Regions from separate parts of the Mus musculus genome. Here all the other regions are linked to region 3. A link is a contact called in public Micro-C data. All regions are on one chromosome and are shown on one strand. The core of a region is the stretch at or near the end of the contact, and the rest is flanking DNA. Distances in the headings are between cores, read along the strand shown. Region 1 holds the start of Fgf5 (fibroblast growth factor 5). Region 2 holds the start of A930011G23Rik (RIKEN cDNA A930011G23 gene). Region 3 holds the start of Prkg2 (protein kinase, cGMP-dependent, type II).

Region 1 (3,102 bases), core at 464-2,963, 780 kb before region 3:
GTGACACTCGAGAGTCTTACTGATGTTATCCAGAGACACCAAAAGTGGCCTAAACCATGTAAGACTAAGGGTTTCCTCTTCAGAAGGCACACACAGTAGATCAGCATGCTAATTTTTAAAAAGACTTATTTGTTATATGTAAGTACACTGTAACTGTAGCTGTCTTCAGACACCCCAGAAGAGGGCATCAGATCTCATTGCGGATGGTTGTGAGCCACCAGGTGGTTGCTGGGATTTGAACTCAGGAGAGCAGTCAGTGCTCTTAAACGCTGAGCCATCTCGCCAGCCCCGGAAGTGACTCTTCAAATGGACCCTTTGGAAGGAAACTGGTGTTGTTCTCAAAGTTCAGTGCTGTCCTGTGAGAGATTTGTGCTGTGGTGCACACCAGGGGCACCGAGCCTCAGGTCACAATCTTTTGTGTTGGATATTCCTTTTACTCCCTTTGGCGATTTCCTGTGTTGATCAGGTGACTGGCTATCAGCTGCCTTGTCCCCAATCCACGGAAGATTTGCAATTCTGAAAACAAATCTACATCTGTTTTATAGGTTTTCACTATGAAGATAGGAAGCCTGAAGCAGATACTCAGTAATTAATAAAGTCATGTCTTAACATCTCGCATGATTGATGCGAGTTGACCCCATTGGGCGGCTTCATTGACTTTTCATTTTAAGTGACCAATGAGTGATATATCATAGTGTAGTTTAAAGTTTCAAATATGTTTTCAGACAGAAATATTCCAAGAATGCAAGTCAGGTATATTTCTCAGATAAATAACAGCCCCAGCATTACGTACGGGGAAATTCTTCCTTCTCAGGTTTCCCTAGGTTGAGATTCAGGGGCCTGTCATTAATCATTCATTAGGGTCGGTCCTCCAGTCAATGGAAGTTGAAGAGAGCTGTTGGCTAACTCCTCCAGGCAACGGATCATGGGGTCAGAGAGGACAACTGGGCAGTCCTGGTGTTCAGACTCAATTCATCCTTGCCTGGAGTTCAAGTGTGTCTGGTGTGTGTGTGTGTGTGTGTGTGTGTGTGTGTGTGTGTGTATGTTCGAGGGCGTTCACCTGTTCCAACACAGACATGGGTTTTCCTGAAGAAAAAGCTGGACACGTCGTGCATCCACAGAGTTTCTTAGAGGGCAGCCTGAGACCTGGCATAACAATTCAGGGTGGCTCTCTAGTGGAGAAATAAACGCACACCTTAGTTCTTTAATAAATCAATAACAGCGAGAAACCAGTCTTCTCTCCCACCCTGGGCCACCCCAAAACCTTCCCAAGTTCTGCTGCCAATCAGTTTTTGGTTCCCTTCGGAAAGTGGTTCCCAGGCTCCAGATGGCAGGGGCCAGCAACCTGGAATGCGGGTGCTGGGTAAAGAGTGAGTTGGCTGGGACACATGTGACCACAGAGGACGGGAACCCATGCCCACGTTGCCGTCCGTCCGTGCCCCTTGCGTGGAGAGCAGCGCGCGCGGAGCCGATTCCGGAGCCGCTGGCTCGGGCAGGGGGTGGGGTGACTGGGTGGCTCTTGACAACCGCTGGGTTGCATGACCCGTGCACGGTCGCAGCCAGCGTCCCGGGGGCAGCTTCTGAGGGCGAGACACCTCCTCCCACTCCCGGGATCGCATCTCCCTCCTCCTTCACACCCCCGCCCCCGGGACCGCGGCGCTCCCTCCCCGTACCGGCCGTGAGTACACAAAGCGGCGGGTGAGGGGAAGCTTCGCAGGCGTGCACGGAGCAGTGAGATCACTGGCGTTATAAATATCCCGGTGCCAGCGCCGAGATCCGCTCGGGTGGCCTCTCTCTCTCCCCCTCTCCCTCTCCCTTCCCCGAGGCTATGTCCACCCTGTGCGGCGAGGGAGGCAGCGCCAGAGGCACGCAGCCGCGCGGGGGCTACGGAGCCCGGAGCCAGCCCTGCAAGATGCACTTAGGACCCCCGCGGCCGGAAGAATGAGCCTGTCCTTGCTCTTCCTCATCTTCTGCAGCCACCTGATCCACAGCGCTTGGGCTCACGGGGAGAAGCGTCTCACTCCCGAAGGGCAACCCGCGCCTCCTAGGAACCCGGGAGACTCCAGCGGCAGCCGGGGCAGAAGTAGCGCGACGTTTTCTTCGTCTTCTGCCTCCTCACCAGTCGCAGCTTCTCCGGGCAGCCAAGGAAGCGGCTCGGAACATAGCAGTTTCCAGTGGAGCCCTTCGGGGCGCCGGACCGGCAGCCTGTACTGCAGAGTGGGCATCGGTTTCCATCTGCAGATCTACCCGGATGGCAAAGTCAATGGCTCCCACGAAGCCAGTGTGTTAAGTAAGTTGCTCACTCTCCAACAAAACCTGTTCTGGGAGGGACGGTCAAGATTCCTTTGGGCCACAGGCACCTCTAGGAGCCCTAGCGTCTGGGACTCTGCTGGTTCTGGAAAGAGTCCGGTAGGGTTTCGTGGAGATGCGTCTACTCAGAGCGAGCAGACGCACCCTTCTGTCTTGGGTAGTAAGCATGGGTAAGCCCAGGTGAGGTTACCGAGGTGAGACAGGCAGCTCTTTTCCAGAATGCCCGGGCCGAAAAGACTAGCCACCCACTCTAGCTGGAGAAGAAAAAAAAATAATAATAATAATGAAAGAAGTAACAATCTTTCTCCTGGTACAATTTCTTTCTACTTATGAACTAGAACCGCATTTTTCTTTAAGCGTTAAGTATATCTCTATTCCCTGTACATAATTTACGTTTATGAAAAGAACCCATCTGAGTACTTCCATTCTCCAACTACAAATATCCTATATATCCCATATTATGTTTGTTTATTAATATCTCTATGTAACTCCGAATGCTTAGGTATCTTTCACACGAATACATACATATGTAGATACATACATGCGTACATAAGCGCGCGCGCACACCAACTACACAGGTCTACGTAGAATTTACGTGTACATGCGTTTTGGAAGGGCAAAGTTCTGCTTGCAAGAAAGCAACATGATCTGGAAAACCGGACAGACAGTATTATGACTAAGTCCGGTGCTGAGTTTAACAACATTTAGTAGGCTGAGACCCTGACAATGTTAACCTTTGGTTTCCAGGGACAGATGGAGTAAAGTTCTTAATTTTAAAAGAATTACAGATGA
Region 2 (3,104 bases), core at 528-3,027, 690 kb after region 3:
CCCAGCCCCGAGGAAGAGGAAAAGTGAGCGAGCACAGTTGATAAGGGGCACCACTTGTCTCCAGCTCAGCCTCCTACCATGTGGCTGCCTAACGTGCCCTCTAAAAGACTGCGAGGGAGGGAGATGGCTAAGGCCGTGGCTGCAAACCTGGAAAACCTTGCCTGTCTGGGCTCTTCAGCCTTTAGGTCTCAGCTTTCACCAGAGCAGGCATTTCCATCTGTCTTTGCCCGCTCTACACTCCTATCCCCAAACTCCTGCTTACCACTCACCACTGGAATCTCCCTGCTTACAAATAAGTAAATACTTGCTGTCCCATAGCAGATTATGGCCTGGACCACTTGAGCTGTAAAATCACAGGAAATAGTTCCACGTGACTTCGGATAAAACAAAAACAAAAAAACAAAAACAAAAAAAAACCTAGGATAGCAATGGTGAAGGGCGTCCAAGAGGCAGCTGAGGAAGGCTCTAAGAGTTTAGGTCCTAAACAATTCCTTGCTGAAGGAACCCACTGCATGACTGAGAGAAGAAACCCATGTCTATATCTCTGCCAGCCTGGAAACTGCCGACTGAAGGCCAAGGCAGCTCAGGGAAACCTCAGACTGCCAGGATGGTTATGAGACAGTGGTGGTGGCAAGGCTAGTTGACATGGCCAGAGTCAGCCCTCTGGTCCTGACCTGCTTGTCAGGTAGTCTGTAGGAGAGGGCGGGGGATTGAGGGGGGCGAGGTAAGAGACAGTGGGTACTCTGTTCTGACTGTAGAGTGTGAAGGGTCATACAACCCAGAACTGTCCGTACTGAGTGGCCCATATGGGTCTCATATTAAACGCTGATGCTGCCATTTCCCCAGAGGATCAGCCAGCCAGTCAGCCAGCTGCTAGCAAAGCCGCTTGCAGCAGGGTCGCTGCTACCTCGGGGAGGTGTGAGCAATTAGGTGTGCCTGCCTTCAGAAGGCGCGATGTGGTTAGTCTCACCTCACACCCCTCCCCTTCCCCGGCGTACCTCCCACCAGAAGAAACGAGTTAACTTATACGGAGTTTATCGCCTCGCTGGAGGTTGGGGGAAGGGAGTGGTTAGAGCAAGCACGACAGTGGGAACCTTGTTGACTGACAGATTGTTTCTGCTAATCATTTAGGCTAGCCATGGTAGACAGCGGAAGGATGAGCAGGCAACAGCTCATCTTCAAATGTGCCTGGCTTGTTAGGCAAGGGATAACTCGCAAAACTCGCGATTCACAAACATGTTCACCTATCAACTAGGAAAGAGAAAAAAAAAAAACAAAACACGCAACGCGGTCTGGGGAGACCAGAATTCAAGCCCGGCGGCTTCCATCTCCCCTTCCCCGGCCCCGCCCCAGAAGTCCTCCAGGTGAGGCGCACTTGCCAAGTGGTGGGGACCCTAGGGGCGGGTCAGGACTGTTAGCTGTCGCCCACAGCCACCTCTGCAGGACACACCCTCTACCTACCTCCAGCACGGGAGAGGCGCCCTTGCTCGGCAGCGTGCAGCCCAGGAGCGCCGCGAGAAACTTTGCCATATACGAGCAGGGAGGCAGGGTCCCCCTCGCGCTCGCCGCCTCTGTCCTCGACCCGTGCCAGAGCTGGGGTGGGCAGGGCGGACCCAAGCTCGTGGACCCGGGTGGGGGCGGGGATCCGCCCGCCAAGGTCGTCCCGTCGGGGGTCTCTGGGCCTGCAGGGAGCTCGTCGCTGCCACTCGGGAGGTGCCCGGGTGAGAGGAGCAGACAGCCGCGGGCGCCCCTGCCTCCGCGCTGCGGGAGCCCGGGCTGCGTTAGCCTCACCAGCTGAATGTCACTAGCGCCGTAGTAAAGGGAAGGGCCCCGCCGAGGGGGTGTCGGGAGGGCCAACGGCGCACGACCTGCGGCGGCGCTGGGGCAAGGGCGGCGGGGAGCTCAGAGCAGCGACAGCCCAGCCCGCCCAAGGGTAGAGTGCAGGCGACGCCTCAAGTGAGAGCCTAAGCCGGCGACCGGGGGGGGGGGTGGGGGGGGGTGGGGGGGAGGCGGGGGGGGCACGCTGAGAGCTAGCGGCCAAGGCGGGAGGGGCTGTTCACCCAGGTGACCCACTTCCCTAGTTTCTGCCCGATTTGCGACAATGCAGGTGGGAGAGGAGGGAGCCCAGGTCCACAGACATTTGGCGAGTTACCACGACAGAACTCGAGCTACCCGCAAGGGCTCCCCAATGGCACGTGCCAGCCCCACCCTTCCAGTAGGAAAGGAGGTGGTTCCAAACCCAGGATTAAGAACCCTGCTCCTGCCACACGTGAGCCCCTGACACTGGGTGGGATCTGCACCAGTAAACACTAAAGAGGAGGAGAGGGCGATCGCTCTCTCCTTGGCCTGCCTCCCAGCCAGGACGGCCCAGGATGGGCAAGGCTGGAACCTGAACACTGCGACACACACGCAGATGCGGCCTGTTGTGCGGTCCAAGAACTGGACCTGGCAGAATTCTCTTTGACTCAAGACACGGGGCCAGCATTGCACTCGGTCTAGTTTTACTGCTCACAGCTGTGGCTCTCACTTAGTGTACTATGGGTGGTCTCTGAAGCTTGTTTAAAATGAGAAGTCCTGAGCTGCAATAAGTGCGGGGATACTTCAGCATCTGCTCCATCATTAGTTACTCCCAGACTCCTCTGCACGTGGTGTCAGGCTGTGGTTTGGAAAAGAAAAAAAAAAAAAAAAAAAAAAAAAAAAAAAAAAAAACACTGCCCAACTGTGCCAATGTCAGAGGTTCAGAAAGGACAACAGGGGCCCTTGAGTAAAAAAGTTAAGTCCCCTGATTTTATATAAAAGTACTAGACCAGGAAAGTCTTTGGTTCTCAAGCTCTTTTCGGGACCCTGGGGCAACAGTGACCAGACTGTAGATGCTTACTGGCTGGGGTGACTAGAAAATGGACATTTGGGTGCAAAGTGGTGAATATGTGAGGCTAGACTTTTCTGTCAATCCACAACTCTCACTGGCATAACAGAAGTACAAGGATGAATCTTTTAAAATACTGGAATTGGCTTGTTGATCCACCAGCACTTTCAACTATTGAAACCTCTCCAGATTCTCTCCCTCCTGGGAGCTCAGAGAATTTTGAAGACCCATGGTTGAA
Region 3 (3,181 bases), core at 23-2,522:
GAGGAAACTGGAGAAAATGAAAACATAGGAAAAGGGGATAATTGGGAAACAGGGAGAAATCAGACAACAGGAGACTACAGGGCTCGGCCAACAGGCAGGCAGCATGTGCCTTCTTTCCCTGTGATGAGAATTCTCACTTGCATCCTGTGAAGACAGAGGCCCAGAGTCAAGGACTGTTAAAAGCTGGGTTCACAGGTACCACCTTTGCAATTTGTTTATTCTTAGTTACGGCCTGTTGCGAAGGAGAGTCCAGTCTAGTTTTTCAGAGGGAATTCTTCACTTCATCACCTCACTAGCCCGGTGTGCAAAACGCAACAGGAGCCTGAGTAGCAGCTGTTGTCTACTCTGTGGGATGATCGCCTTCTTTGTGAGCTAAATAGAAACTTGCAAAGATGAGAAACGGTTTCTAAGGCGCTTGTGCGTATGGGGGTGTGGCAGGGAGCAGGTGGATGTTGCATTCTCTTTAAGGAAAATAAAAGCCCCTTTCCTATTGAACTTTGGAAACAAGCATGCTAAAAGCTAGGGTCATCCTTTCTCATGGGCCGCTGAGCTGGTTCTGTTCTCAGCTCTGGCCTCCCTGCTCTGCCTACGTGCTCAGCTCTCCTACTTACACTTGAAACCTATTTCTTTTTTTCTCTCTCTCTCATTTCCAAAGTGGCTCTTTGCTTAGCGTTTCTTTGCTCTCTTTGCTTCTTCACGAAGATGTGCAGAACTGTGCAAGCGCCTCGGGGTGCTGAGTGACAAGAAGACACCCAAACAAGTTTACAAGCACTTGTAAAAGTCCTTGCAGGAGTCTTGTGTGCCCAATCAGCTATTCAGACATTGGAGAACTAAGCCAGGACGGCACACCGTGACAGCGCCCCTGAGCCCCCAGCCCCAGAAGAGCCCAAAGGACGCTGCAGCCACACTGCGCTCTAAACCCAACTGCTGTATGGAGCCACCCTCGCCACAAGGAGAGAAGGAAACGCGTCCACATGTCCGCATGCAAGCAGCAAGAGAGACGGGCTGGGTGTGGGAGAAGTGCCCACCGCGCAACGCACGCCCAGTGGCACCCGCGTGTCCCCACTCCCGTCCCTGGTCGCGAGCCCCACGGGTGCCCGAGCCCCCCAGCCTCACCAGGCCGCCGGGTAACTTTCCAGGTGCGCAGCTCGTCCCCTCCGCGCGGCCGCAGCGTCTTGGCGTCCTCCGCCACGCCGCCCCTCTGCGGCCCCGGCCGGGCTCAGCTCAGCTCTGCCCCGCCGCGCCGTGCGCACTGTGCCGGGTCCGGGCTGCTGGCGGGCGCCGCCGCTCGCGCTGCGTGGGAGCCGGGACGCGGCGGGCGCGCTGCGGGAGGGAGCTGCGGCGACGTGGGTGCTGCCGCCTGGCTGCTCTGCGGGGGCCGCCGCGAGAAGGAGGCGCGCCGGAGGGAGGAGGGAGCTCAGCGGAGAGGAGGGACGGAGGAGGGCGGGGGTCAGCCCGGCGTGGCGTGGGAGAGCCCGGAGCCCGCTTCCTTGAAGGTGGGGTCACCCGCGCCGGCGCGAACCTGTACTCCGGAGCCGGCCTGCGGCGACGGCGACAGTCTGCACTTTATACCCCGAACCTCCGGCGTGAGGCAACTTAAGTAGGGCGATAACATCGTGGATGCAAGCGGGTGGTTGGTTGTGTTATTATTTTTATTTCAAGTGTGTGGGCCGAGGGAGAGGAAAGTTGAGGGGGGTATTCATCATCGCCTTCCCTCCCCACCCTTGTGCCTCCAGCCTGCTTCACTGTGGGCTCTTGCTCTCCCTTGCTGGGTCTCTCTCCATTCTGCCTTCCCTTCCAGAGCGCAAAGGGACAGGCGCACACACCCTGGCCATGCTCTCTGGTGTCACAGAGGTGCCCTTCTACATGACACGTGACCCAAGGGCTGCTTGGCCCGCGTGCTCTTCTAGGACTCTGGAACCTTAACTCGCATCTAGTCAGTTCACTGAATGTGATGCATGCTGGGGACAGTGGCTAAACCGAGTTTCAAGGGACAGGAATTAATACCTCCTGATTCTGTGAGACTTTAGCATGAGCCTCTCTTGGTTATTCAAGCAGGTAATTTAATACTCTCCTGTGGCCTTTTAGACACAGTATTCCGAGGTGTGCGTTATGGTTTTTCTAAATATAAATGGATATACTCGCCCACCGCAGTATGCTATGCTCTGGTAGTGTGCTCTCCCGTAGTGAGTTCCTGTTTCTTCATCCTCCCAGAGGAATGTCTGTGGCAGATTCACAAGGACAAGGGCAGTTTCTCTGCACAGTGAGAGGTACAGTGAGGGTCTATTCTTCAGTTTGTATCCAGAGAACGTGAGACCGCGACTCCCTAGGGGTATCAAACATCCGGTAGGCCACGGGGTTTCCTGCAACTCCAGCATGCACTATTACATACATAACCCCACATAGAATGAGGCCTGTGTACACTTGTTGAATGGGTTCATTAAGCCTCAGAGGACGAAGAGCGGTTGTTTGTTTTTCTATTAACTGGACAAAATTAAGGCCAGGTACTTTTTCTCAAATCCGTACATTTCACGTTGGCTAACCAGAGATGGTGAGATGAAGAACTCCAAAGAAATGGAAGAATCCATAGGAAAATATCTAAAAGTCATGGTAAGAACTTGGTCAGACTTGACACACTGAGTCAGAGCTACTTTTTTTTTTTAAGAATACAAAACGCATAGTAAATGTGTTTACTAAATCCTGTGGTCCACTAAGTCAACTATGCAATGGTACTCTCTGTCCATTGAGGTAAAAGCTTGAAACCCACTGATGGAGATAGGCAGTGGCGCAAAACTAGCGTTGAATAGAAACATGGGATCCCACCCCTGCCTAGTGACCAGATAGAAGTTCTTACAAGTCTACTTTCCTGACAGAAGAGAAACAAGAAAAAAAGCCAAGAGGAGGAAGGGGTGGGGGTAGGGGGCAAAAAGCAAGAGAAAGAGGACAAAGAAGAGGAGGAGCAAGAGAAGGTGGGGGGGGGGGAGATGAGCTATTGCTTAAAAAAGCAAGGCTCACAGGCATTCTTTCTCAGAGTGCCTTAAGCACGTTGCTCCCCACCCCTCACCCCAGTCCTTATTCCTGGAAATTCAAGGGTGATCAAGTTGAACTTCTCCTGTCAACTTAGAGTCTGTAATCCAGTGGGAGAAACAGACATTAAATGTGTAACTATATGTGAAAAATA

What was found. Hi-C and Micro-C count contacts between places; a contact is called where the count stands out from the background.
Region 1: a Micro-C map of embryonic stem cells shows a contact between it and region 3, with 5 times the contacts expected there. The contact joins the promoter of Fgf5 here to the promoter of Prkg2 in region 3. A contact is called at or near these places in 2 of 39 promoter capture datasets (embryonic stem cells and hippocampal neurons) and 3 of 484 Hi-C or Micro-C datasets (all in embryonic stem cells).
Region 2: a contact with region 3 is called in a Micro-C map of embryonic stem cells, with 4 times the contacts expected there. The contact joins the promoter of A930011G23Rik here to the promoter of Prkg2 in region 3. A contact is called at or near these places in 3 of 39 promoter capture datasets (hippocampal neurons and liver) and 5 of 484 Hi-C or Micro-C datasets (all in embryonic stem cells).

The regions. Positions count from the first base shown.
Region 1 is chr5:98,252,471-98,255,572 of GRCm38.p6, forward strand. Fgf5 (fibroblast growth factor 5) reads left to right here and starts at 1,714. Exons shown (of 3, transcript NM_010203.5): 1 at 1,714-2,290. The coding sequence starts at 1,942.
Region 2 is chr5:99,727,283-99,730,386 of GRCm38.p6, forward strand. A930011G23Rik (RIKEN cDNA A930011G23 gene) reads right to left here and starts at 1,778. Exons shown (of 4, transcript NR_030692.1): 1 at 1,462-1,778.
Region 3 is chr5:99,035,807-99,038,987 of GRCm38.p6, forward strand. It overlaps Prkg2 (protein kinase, cGMP-dependent, type II), which reads right to left and starts at 1,273. Exons shown (of 19, transcript NM_008926.4): 1 at 1,117-1,273.